Linked DNA regions of Mus musculus: regions 1, 3 and 4 are each linked to region 2. Evidence: chromatin contacts called from public HiChIP or PLAC-seq data. All regions are on one chromosome and are shown on one strand. The core of a region is the stretch at or near the end of the contact, and the rest is flanking DNA. Distances in the headings are between cores, read along the strand shown. Region 1 has its middle 22 kb from the start of Gm34770. Region 2 has its middle 57 kb from the start of Gm5122. Region 3 has its middle 8.4 kb from the start of Gm34770. Region 4 overlaps Gm34828 (a long non-coding RNA gene).

Region 1 (2,700 bases), core at 155-2,654, 680 kb after region 2:
CCACCTGTCTGGGGATGGTGGGCGGGCCCTCAACCCTCAAAGAGCAATTAAGACAATCCCCCAGAGGCCAATTGATCTAGAGAATTCCTTTTTCAGATCACCCTAGTCTATGTCAAGCTAATAGTTAAAGCTAATTCGGCAGCCTCAGTCCTAAGCAGAGCAACACCTTTCAAGCCATCCTGTGGTCTACCCAATTTTCCTTGGAAGGTAAAGGCAGTCTCCCATGATCCCATCTCAAAGAGCTGCAAGTCTAGCTAGAGGTGACAGAAACTAATATTTTAGCTCACTGAGCAGAAAGAATATTCTAGAAGATCCTCAGTTCTTACCTGACGTGAGGATTAGCTCTGATACAGACTAAAACATCAGAGAAATAAGAAAATGGAAGCAGATAGGGCACACCAGGGAACAAAAACACTTTCCTCTGTGCCAAACCACAGAGTTCATAGAGAAATTTCGCCTTCTCCTTCACCCCAGAGCAAGGCAGAAGAGTAAGTGGGGTGTTTCTCCAGAGACTACCTCGACCAGCCAGAAGCTCAACCATGGGCTTGCTCTACCCCGTGCTGAATTCATGCAGAACAGGGCCAACGTGGTGCAGAAGGGACTTCAACAGCTGTGTGATTGACTCCCAATTCAATGAGAAATCACAGGGATATCAAGGCCTTTGTGCCTTGCACACCTGGGATGCTGCCCTGAATGGTGAAGCATCTCTATGTGAAATCAAACCAAGCTCCCAGGCGCCCTAACACTGCCAGCACAGAGATTCATTGGCAGCCTAAACAAACCCGAATCACCGGTGAATGGGGCGAATTTAAGACCTCAATTCTGTGTTTCCTGCTCACAGGATTGGTATAATTGAAATCCATTTGCTCTCACATAGGAGAGAGCTAAGACTTGAAGGAACATTTAAAGAAGTCTCAGGAATCTCTTTATTTTGTCCTTCAGTCCTCGGTAGAGCCGTGACAAAAGAGATGTCTAAATTGGCCCTATTTATATCCTTCGGAAGGCAGTCTCTCCAATGGGTAGAAACTCCAGACTAGTAAGGAATAGTTTGGGAAGAAAGTTGGGAAGTCTTTGATAAGTGCATAGAAACTTGGGGGTGCCTTTTGATGGGAAAGTAAGGAGGGGTTAGGACTCGAGTAGCTAGCAAGTGGGATTTGCTAAACTTTCCCTAGCTAATGAATGCACTTAATGGGCACAGTGTTGGGTATCAATGCCGCATAATGATAATTTAATCTCGTTGGCTGAATTTCTGTGGCTTTCCAGGAGAGAAGGAAGGACCGGCGTGAGAGCAGTTAATCACTCTGCCTTTAGCCAAACTTCATCTAAAGTTTCACCATGTTCTCTAAACAGCACCGAGGGACTGTCATGTGCTTTCGTGAGTCACCAGTAGATCTAAAACAAGCAAAAGACCTGGGCGTTCTTTCTCTTACTTGAGCTGGGAGTTTCTGGTTACATGTGATTCAGTGCGGTACTGGGGCCTAATCAAACAGTGATGGCAGCCACCGTTCTCTGTGGCATTCTGCAATGTCTGGCACCGTTCTAAAAGTATCTGGCATAGATAGGCATTGTACTATCATAGAGAAGGGGAAACCGAGGTCCAGAAGATTGGAAGACTTGTGTATGGGGATTGTCAGTGGCAAAATGAAGTGAACACTCTACTCCTGCCCGATGTAGTCTATAATCTATTTTGTTCATCGATAAGCCCAGAGATCTAAGCAGAGCATACTAAAGAGGCTCCTGTTGACCTCCCAAGAATGTGCCCTGGCTCCTACCCTCCACCGTAAGAAGTATTCTAGGCCATCCAAGAAGAGAAACCCCATACATCTTACATCACCATGCATACATGATCCCCTTCACCAAATTATGGGATCTGGATAGAAGACCCTTCAATCAGGAAGATAAAACGAGACCCACGGAGGTTAAGGAAGTTGAACAGCCGAGTAAGGAAAGCCCTTGGAGTAGCAGAAAGCCAATGCTGGAGCAGACCTACAATTCTAATACCAAGACACCGCTCCTTCTCTTTCACCCTGGCTCAAGAGAAAGAGACATTGTGTTTCTGACCCCTCCCCCCCCCAGCACACACACACACACACACACACACACACACACACACACACACACACACACACAGAGACAGACACATACACAGACACACATACACTCAACAGATGGTGAACTGAAAGCCAAGTAGGTAGAGGCCACTTGTGAAGTTTTCGAGGATATTTAACATGAATATTTATAGTGGATGGAGAATGTATGAGCAATGGCTGAGCACAGATGTAAACACACACCACACACCACTGTAGGAGTTCATGATGCAGCTTGAACTTATCATTGTTATTATTGTGTGTCTGTGGCATGCTTCTGTCACGGCTCACGGATGGAGGTCAGAGGACGTCTTTGGGAAGTTGGTTCTCTCTACTGTGACACTGGATTTAGGACATCAAGCTCCTGAGGCTAGCGCACGAGCTATCTCTCCACGCCAGTGACATAACTCTAAAGAGACCTCTGTTGAAGATTCATGTGCCTTCCTCCCTTTTCCTCTGCTTCTTCCCCCCTCCCTTCTTACGTGTCTGAATGTTGAAATTCTAAACCCTAATGTCATGATGTCTCAAGAGGTTGGGCCTTTGGGAGGTGACTATGTCATGTGGGTGGAGCCTCAAGAAGGCAATTAGTGCCTTACAATCCTCCACTTGGGGA
Region 2 (2,700 bases), core at 186-2,685:
AGTCTGTTTTCCTTCCTGGGGTAGGCTGGCTGGAGATCAGTGATCCAAATGATGAGACGCTGCGGCATAGATCACTGCGTGCAAGACACAAGTGAGCTACATACTCATTCCAGGCACAGTATCAAATCCTAAAGAATCAAAGATCTGTAATAAATGTGTGAGTGTGTGTGTGTCTGTGTATATACACAAATATATATGTATGTATATATACACCCACATATATAGATGTACATACATACACACAAACATATATGTACATGTACACACATATATATCTTGATGACATGTATATGAGACAATTTTAACTTGTCTAGCTTAAAAGACAATGTAGAAAATTATACACTTGAGTATCTATTTGCTTATTTTCTATTAGTCAATCTATTTATCTTCTATCATCTGTCTAATCTATCATCTATCTTTACTATCAATCTGTCTTGGGTTAAAGAAATCCCTTTGAACCTGATAGCAAACCCAAAGACACCCAAGAAGTTTGGCAGATTGAGTTACCTAAAAAATTTAAAAAGTCAAACAAAATTGGTGGTGGTGCACGCCTTTAACCCCAGCACTCAAGAGGCAGAGGCAGGAGGATCTCTGGATTTAAGATCAGCCTGGTCTACAGAATGAGTTCTAGGACAGCCATTGCTACACAGAGAAACCCTGTCTTGAAAAACAAAACAAAACAAATCAAAACAAAACAAAACAAAACAGGCATCAAACTGAAGCCAGCACAGGACAAGTGAGACGATTCTTGATGGCAACCCTGGTGGTTTGAGTTCAGTTCCTGGGACCTCCAAGATGGAAGGAGAGAGCTGACTCCTGTAAGTGGTCCTCTGACTTCCCCATATACCCAATGATATGCACACACTCCCATAATATAAATAAAGATGTAATCCAAAACCGTAACAACAGGATAGGAGAAATAATTTGCTGCTACAGTCTACTAGAAAAAAACAGATATACATTCCATAGAATCCATTCCTGTAAATCAACAGATCCAAGCAGAGGGGAGTCTGTGTGTTGAGCAACACACCCACTCACTCACCCTCCCAGGACGTGAACGAATGACTCATTATCATTACGGAGGAAAAATCATCTAAGAGACATACAGCCTTAGTAATATCTAAAGATATTTACATTTCGTAGCCAATTGTTGTCCTGATAATTGAGGTCGAAGTCTACCATTGTCCTGGTAGCCTTCTGGGCTTTGTGGCTTTGTGCAAAATGGAGGACTCTTTTTTTTTTTTTTTTTTTTTTTTTTTTTACTAGCAGGGCTTCCTCTTAGCTTTGATTATGATTACCGGTTCTCCCCATAAGAACCCATTCAGTTAGCACCTGAGATTCCCGGAATGCTTCCAGGTGCTAATGAGGCAGCTCAGCACCTTAAGCCTTCAGCCAATGACTTTTGCCCATCCTGGATACTCCTACCCCTGTCCCCAAGACTATGTAATGCTTGAATCACCTCATGGAATGCTGATCTGTTCCTGCAGCTGGTCTGGGTGCCATCATTACCGAACGTGCTCACAGAACTCAAGGTGTAGAAATTTGTATTTTAGCTCATGATTTCAGAGGTTCATCCCTAGCTCTTGACTGCAGGCACTTGGGCAGAACATCACAGTGGTGGGGACATGCAGTCAAGGTAGTAGCAACTCCCATCCCAGCAGACAGGAAGTGAGAGCAACCCAGGAAGCAGCCAAGGATGCTATGGCCTCAAGAACACCGCCACCCCACCCAGGACCTACTTCCTCCAGTTATAGACCTGTCTCCTAAGTTTCCGGATTCTCTCTGAAAGCAAGACATTCAAGTCGCAAGCCTATAAGGGAACATCCAAGCCACGAGTAAAGGTGTGGTTTTGAACACTTGTCCTATGCTAGATAGTGTTCTAAGCTGGCCTGGGTGTCTTCTCAATCACTTTCTTTTCTTCTTCTTCTTCTTCTTCTTCTTCTTCTTCTTCTTCTTCTTCTTCTTCTTCTTCTTCTTCTTCTTCTTCTTCTTCTTCTTCTTCTCCTCCTCCTCCTCCTCCTCCTCCTCCTCCTCCTCCTCCTCCTCCTCTTCCTCTTCATCCTCCTCCTTCTTCTTCTTTTTCTTCTTCTTCGTTCCATTTTTGTGTTTTTATCCGTTTCTTGAGAATTCCATACAGTGTATTTTGGTCACACTCAGTTCTCTCCCATGCCTCCTGAATCCACCGCCACCTTCCCTTCATGTAACTTTGTGGTCTTTAATCCCTTCCACTGGAATGTGGTCTTGAACCAGGGTCTGTTTTAGTGAACCCAGAGAGCACCAGTTTGGTCAAGCTAGCTGACCAGTGAGCTGGAATCTGCCCATCTCTGCACTACCCCCATCCCAATGCTGGAGTTACAGCTATGCACCACTGGTCTTTAGACAGGTTGTTTCAATGAACCTAGAGAGCATCAATTCAGTCAGACTAGCTGTGAACTCCAATCTGCCTGTTTCTGGGCCACCTTCACCCTGGTTCTGGGTTATAGACATGCACCATGAATCATTGTGCCTGATTTTTTTATATTGATGCTGAGGTCTCCAGGCCTTTGGTTTAGGTAATAAGCATTTTACTGACCAAGCCCCTCAGTCCCTTAGTGAAGTTGTTTGGTTTTTTTATTTTTTTAAACATGATTGACATATGCTGGGCTGTCACTGTAGAAAACACAGTGCCAGAGGCTGTGGAGTAGACTGGACATCTCCTTC
Region 3 (2,700 bases), core at 71-2,570, 710 kb after region 2:
TTGAAACCAGGGAGGCTCTTGTCTGGGTGATGCTGTGTCATTGTGACCCAGGTGGGACTCCTTCTTAGAGAGCCTGTGACCACGAAGCCTTCCCTACATTGAGCTCTTCAGGGCTCTCTGTGGCTGAGCCAGCCTGACACCCTGCTTGGCTCATGGGAAAGCTTTTGAGGTCCAGGACACATTCATTCTCTTGTATCTGATGAGCTTTGCTAGGGCCACTTGGACAAAACTAATCACAATGTCATTAGCCTAGGGTGCCTGGAGATGATCTTGGACTTAAATTAGAGGACGCCATTATTTTGAACTAAACTTCTGTGTTGGGTCCTGACAGTGCAGACTCATTCACATGGGTAACTTACACTCAAGTTTTACGTCACCAAAACTGAAAGGAGATTGTCTGATCTTCTAAGCAAGCATGAAAGATAGGAACCAATGTTCCCCAACCGCTCGTTTCCATGGGCTTGATAACAGCTTCTCTCCTCAGTAAGAATTTACCCAAAGTAACCTTATGTTTACCAACTCGTTATTTTTCTCTTGTTCTTCCTGCACGGCCCTGCTTGACAAAGGAAGCGACTTTGAAGTCACAGGTATCTAAAGAGATGCCTCCTCGGGTCAATGCACTTGCTGAGCACACAGAAACCTCAGTTCAGATCCTGGGTAAAAAGCCGGGCAACCAATCACAAAAAAATCAAAAATCAAAAAGCTCATCATTGATGGGACAGAAATGCCAGAATCAGGAGAATGTGCTCTGAGAGTGCGCTCCTTCAATTTATTTACAAAGCATTTTTAGCTGGGGAGGAAGACATGGCCCATGAAACTGTAATCCCAGAATTTGGGGGGTGGGAGTGGTGGAAGTAGGAAGATCAGAAATTCAAGTTCATCCTTGACTAGATAGTGAAATACTGTCCCAAACCACTCTACTCCCCCACCCTCAAAACTGTGAAATGTAGGCTGTAGGTCAAGCCCTGTGGCTGCTCCACGTAACAGATAGAGCCTACAGCTTGTCACTGCCTCAGGTCACCTGGGCCTCTACTCGCATCCCTCTCGCTGACTTGCTCATGGAGATGGAAAGCTGAATCCTGAGTCTCCTTTGGTTTTTCTTCTGTTGATTTCTTTTACAGAGTGCCTAGGAAGAGATAACTAGGCCTGCACAAGAATGGAACCCACATCCCTGGTTGGGGGGGGGGTGGATATCTGCTGAGCACCCCCAGAAGCCTCCCAGTTCCCTAAGCTATTCCTTTTTCAAGCTCCAAGGCTTCCCACACTTATGCAAAGCACCTCTGCCGAGTCTCTGAGTTGCTGGAGGGGAAACTCCAAACCTCAGAGAGAAATTAAGAGGCTGATTGGCTCTTGGGAAATGAGACAAAAAACTAGCCCGGGTGAACCACTGGGCTGAAACTGTTTCCCCAGATGAGTCACAGCGTTATCCACGAGAAGGAATGTCCCTTCCCACCCCCATCCCCACCCCCAAAGGGCCTCAGCTGATCTGGAAGATTGGCCTGGTTACATAGCCAGAGGAACAGAAGGCAAAAAAGCAAGAGACTGGGGTGATCGCTTACCAAAGAAACCGCAACCACCTTCCGCCCGCCTGGGTGGGGTCTGCCTTTCTTCTTTTAACCTGTCAACTGCTTGTCAGCACCTCCATTTCCTGCCAGCCCTTAGAGGAGACCTTTGTGTGCTCTCAAGAGACGGTGCCCTCAATCCCATCATCTCTCTCTCTCTCTCTCTAGGGCAAGGCAACAATAGTCTTTAGGCTTATCCCCAACAAAAAGATGTTAAAACATAGAAGCCAGTCACCATACATGTTAAGGACCAGGAAAACAGAGAGCAGCAAAGTTGGCATGGGGCACCTGTCCTTGTGGAGTTGACAGTCAGCCAAGATCAAATAACCTGAACAGAGAGCATTCACCAAGGGCAGAGGTTGGACAAATGTCTAGAATGTGACAGAGAACCAATGTGTATGTGGCAATCCAGGAAACTGTATTAGTAATTGTCAACCATCATGATTTATTTGTTTGTTCGTTGATAAAGAAAGAATGGGCTGTCTGGGGAGTATAATCCAAAACAGGGGAAGGCTGTGAAGCAGAAGGAAGATCTTTTGGTGAGGGGCTCACTGGGAAAGGTCTTTGGAGATGGAGGACAGGGTCTGTCTGAAGAGGACAGCACAGAGGGTCCTAGTGGCAGTAAGAGGCAGTTAGAATGTGCAGAAGGGACTTATGTGGCCAGACCCTGTTGCCATCCCAAGGTCAAAGAGCCACTGGGAAAGCACATGCACGAGGGTCCAGCTGTGTGTGACTGTTTGGAGCACATCAGTGCTTGTGGCAGCTGAGGCTGGAAAGTAAAGTGATGTATGGCTAACTTACTGCCAAGTTCACCTTCACTTCAATGTGTAATATGGCTCATTTAACAAATGCCGGGATCACATGACAGCTCACCAGATGCTAAGCTAAAAGCTCAGCAAATATCATCTCACTCTGTCCTCACAGTGGCACTGTGACATGGGTGCCCCCATTAGCTTGTTTAAAAGATGGGCCATCTTGGCTGGGGTATTCAAACCAACTCCATTGGTGACAGTATGATAGTCTTCCTCAGTTCCTGAGGGACATGGAGAGTTCCAGAAACCTGCTTTGTGCCTATGGAGAGAGGAGGAGGAGGAAGAGCAAGAAGAGGAAGAGGGCAGAGAAGCAGCAGCTGTAGTTA
Region 4 (2,700 bases), core at 196-2,695, 850 kb after region 2:
AGAATGGCTTGGGGACAAGAAAGAGGCTAACAGCTATGAGAACCAAACAGGCAGATACCTGCTTGGATGTCCTCACATCACCAGGGGTGAGGGGAAGGCTGAGTGGGGTGGAGGAGGGGCCGTCTTCAGTCTGCATAAACATGGCCCTGTACCAACATCCTCTTGCCTTCAATCCTGACACAGGAACATATCTCCATCCTTTGCCATATGTGAGCACAAAGGAGCTTCCCCTCCCTCCTTGCCAAAACGCCATGTTTCAGAGCCAAAGCTTGTGGTCAGGCATTCACATACACGCACACATACCCTCAAAACTGCTCAAGGGTGGCCTCCCTTTGTGCTCCAGGGTCAACAGAGCACTCAGCTTCCAGAGGAGGGATAGTATCTAAAACTTGCATGGTACCTCATTCTCTGAATTCCTGAACTCACCTCTGTCTGGGAGTGGCAGGAGCCTTGAGTGGCAAAGACTCGAGGGTTAGGACATTAGGACATGGCTAAAGTCATTGGGTACTGTCTCCGGTGTTCCAGCTCAAATCTGGTATCTAGGACTGGTGATTGTGGCACCAGAAGCCCAAGCCTTGTGCCTTCCCCAGTCTACAAATAGTCTGTGTACCACACACCCCATCAAGTACAAAGAGGGACTCTACAGTGTTCCATGAAGAACCAAGACACAGCCTGTTCCCCCACCAACCTGCCACATGCCCTCCCACAAACCCAGCCTTGTCCACGTACAGGGGTCAAGCTCACCCAGGCCCATCCTTGGTGGCCCAGAAGAAGAAGCAAAACCAAGGACAGACTTCTATAAATAGGTACATCGTTCTGGGAAGGTCACCACTCAGAGCCACGAGAGCCCAAAATTCTCTAGAGACAAACATGGGACATGAGCTGAGACGCAGCCACCTCGCTTCTTGAGGCCAGGCCGGGCGGTGGCCACAGCTGGCTGGTCAGCTGCTGAATGGCCTTCGGGCTGCAGAAATACTTGCACACTGCGTTTTCTTTTCAAGGGGGCTGCCAGTGTGGACACAGAGGAAAAACGGGGAGCTGGAGGCCCAAGAGACATGGAAGGGAAACCTTCTCCCAACTCTGACCCTGAGTTCCTCAGTCTAACTAAACAACCTGCCAGTTGGATCTCAGCAGGGGGAGGCTTTCCCTCCCTGCTTCTCCGATGGACATCTGGCAACCACTCTAACATTCTGGGTAGAAAACGCAGAGGGGTGAAGGCAGGTTGCTAGATGTGCTCAGATGTACCACAAGGAATCCTGAAGCCGACTGTTGGCACCCGCTAGGTAGGAGTCCCTGTTAGCCCTTCTCTCCTGGGCCCTCCACCTACAACCCCACCTCCTTCCTTCCTTTCCAAGGGCCCCTGACAAGGCAGCCACAGCACACAAGCACTCCTAGCTACGCAAATAGCAACTCCTTCTTTTCTGGTGTTTGCTTAGCCAATATTGACTCTGCGGCCTAACACTGGTGCTATTGAGCTGGGTTCTTCTCGATATTGTTTGAGCAGCATTAGCAGAGCCTGTGATAACCAACAGCAGGGCAGGAAGCCACCCTGCCTCCCCCACCCTTGCTCCCCAACAACCCCCCCCCCACACACACACACAACCCCTCCCTGTGAGAGGCTCCTGTAAAGACAGAGGAACCTAAGGCTGGCTCCTCCACTGAGCAAACACAAGAGGGGAGAGAGGGAGCATGCTCTCTGGCTCAGTCAACACTCCAGAGGAGTCACAGCGACTGGAAAGGTTACTAGGGGAGGTTGCCCTTTAGGGGTGGGGTCAGTAAAAAGGGAAGGTAAAGAAGTCTGGGGCTATTAGCCAAACCCTGTAGTTGGCATCTATGGGAAAGGCCTGTGGGGACTGGTACTCACGGGCCCCGGGTGACTAAGCAGAGAATCGATGAATCCCCTCATCAGCCGAGCATGACAGATGAAGGCCTACTGGACGTCAATCACCGTAGCTTAGTGGGAGGGGCCTGCAGACAAGCCCTTGCACCTACCATGTTTTAATGACATAGATTTAGAAAAAAAATTCCTCGCTGTGGGCTTTTGTGGGCTTGCTTTGATGCTGCTATGAGTTCATATTTAAGAGTAACTCTCTCCTCTGGAAAGAATGGTTTTGGCAGCCCTAATGATATGCCACCATTAGATGTTCTCAATGGTCATCCCAGGAGACGGGCCATGGTGACCTCCATTCATATTTGGGTATAGGGATAGGTGTCAGGATCATTCTGGGGGCCTACCCAAAGCAGGGGTGGTCGGGGAAAAGCCACAGTGGTCGTCAGCCTTTGGGGGTGCCCTGGGTGATATAGAGGAAGGATGCATATCAGCCGGAAATGTGGCTCAGCCGGCAGATTACTTGCTCAACACCACATAAACTAATATGACGGAGACCGTCTGTAATCCTGGCACTCCAGAGATGCAGGCAGGAAAATCAGGAGCTCAGAGTCATCTTTGACTACATGGTGAGTTCAAGGCCAATGTGGGACACATGAGACCCTGTCTCAGAAAAAAGATGGGGGTGGGGGGGACACATTCAGTGTCACATACATAGCTTCCAATCTCAATGGAGAGCAGAGAAGCTCATGAAGCCAGTATGGGATGAAGGCTCAAGGCGGCGTTAATAAGTGCTTAAAGATGACTACCTCACAAGGTTGTGCCCAACTTCCCACACCACAACCAGCCATTCCTGAGACTAGACAGCCACA

What was found. HiChIP or PLAC-seq counts read pairs in DNA pulled down with a chosen protein or histone mark.
Region 1: a FOXA1 HiChIP or PLAC-seq map of pancreatic cancer cells shows a contact between it and region 2. The contact joins two enhancer-like sites. A contact is called at or near these places in 1 of 484 Hi-C or Micro-C datasets (bone marrow-derived macrophages), 3 of 115 datasets of contacts at active chromatin or transcription factors (cardiomyocytes, embryonic stem cells and pancreatic cancer cells) and 1 of 9 other capture datasets (embryonic stem cells).
Region 3: an HNF4G HiChIP or PLAC-seq map of pancreatic cancer cells shows a contact between it and region 2. The contact joins two enhancer-like sites. A contact is called at or near these places in 1 of 484 Hi-C or Micro-C datasets (bone marrow-derived macrophages) and 5 of 115 datasets of contacts at active chromatin or transcription factors (embryonic stem cells, large pre-B cells and pancreatic cancer cells).
Region 4: a FOXA1 HiChIP or PLAC-seq map of pancreatic cancer cells shows a contact between it and region 2. The contact joins two enhancer-like sites. A contact is called at or near these places in 3 of 484 Hi-C or Micro-C datasets (bone marrow-derived macrophages, liver and nephron progenitors), 1 of 115 datasets of contacts at active chromatin or transcription factors (pancreatic cancer cells) and 1 of 9 other capture datasets (embryonic stem cells).

Annotation. Positions count from the first base shown.
Region 1 is chr9:61,637,702-61,640,401 of GRCm38.p6, forward strand. No RefSeq gene overlaps it. Among named protein-coding and RNA genes, the nearest start is that of Gm34770, 22 kb to the right of the region's middle. Within about 2 kb of position 1,405, at least 18 of the 459 cell types and tissues checked have an H3K27ac peak or open chromatin away from gene starts, as enhancers often do. A contact at or near this core is called in pancreatic cancer cells, where this site is marked.
Region 2 is chr9:60,958,711-60,961,410 of GRCm38.p6, forward strand. No RefSeq gene overlaps it. Among named protein-coding and RNA genes, the nearest start is that of Gm5122, 57 kb to the right of the region's middle. Within about 2 kb of position 1,436, at least 6 of the 459 cell types and tissues checked have an H3K27ac peak or open chromatin away from gene starts, as enhancers often do. A contact at or near this core is called in pancreatic cancer cells, where this site is marked.
Region 3 is chr9:61,668,456-61,671,155 of GRCm38.p6, forward strand. No RefSeq gene overlaps it. Among named protein-coding and RNA genes, the nearest start is that of Gm34770, 8.4 kb to the left of the region's middle. Within about 2 kb of position 1,321, at least 118 of the 459 cell types and tissues checked have an H3K27ac peak or open chromatin away from gene starts, as enhancers often do. A contact at or near this core is called in pancreatic cancer cells, where this site is marked.
Region 4 is chr9:61,807,301-61,810,000 of GRCm38.p6, forward strand. All of the region lies in intron 3 of Gm34828 (a long non-coding RNA gene), which reads right to left. Among named protein-coding and RNA genes, the nearest start is that of Gm34828, 14 kb to the right of the region's middle. Within about 2 kb of position 1,446, at least 47 of the 459 cell types and tissues checked have an H3K27ac peak or open chromatin away from gene starts, as enhancers often do. A contact at or near this core is called in pancreatic cancer cells, where this site is marked.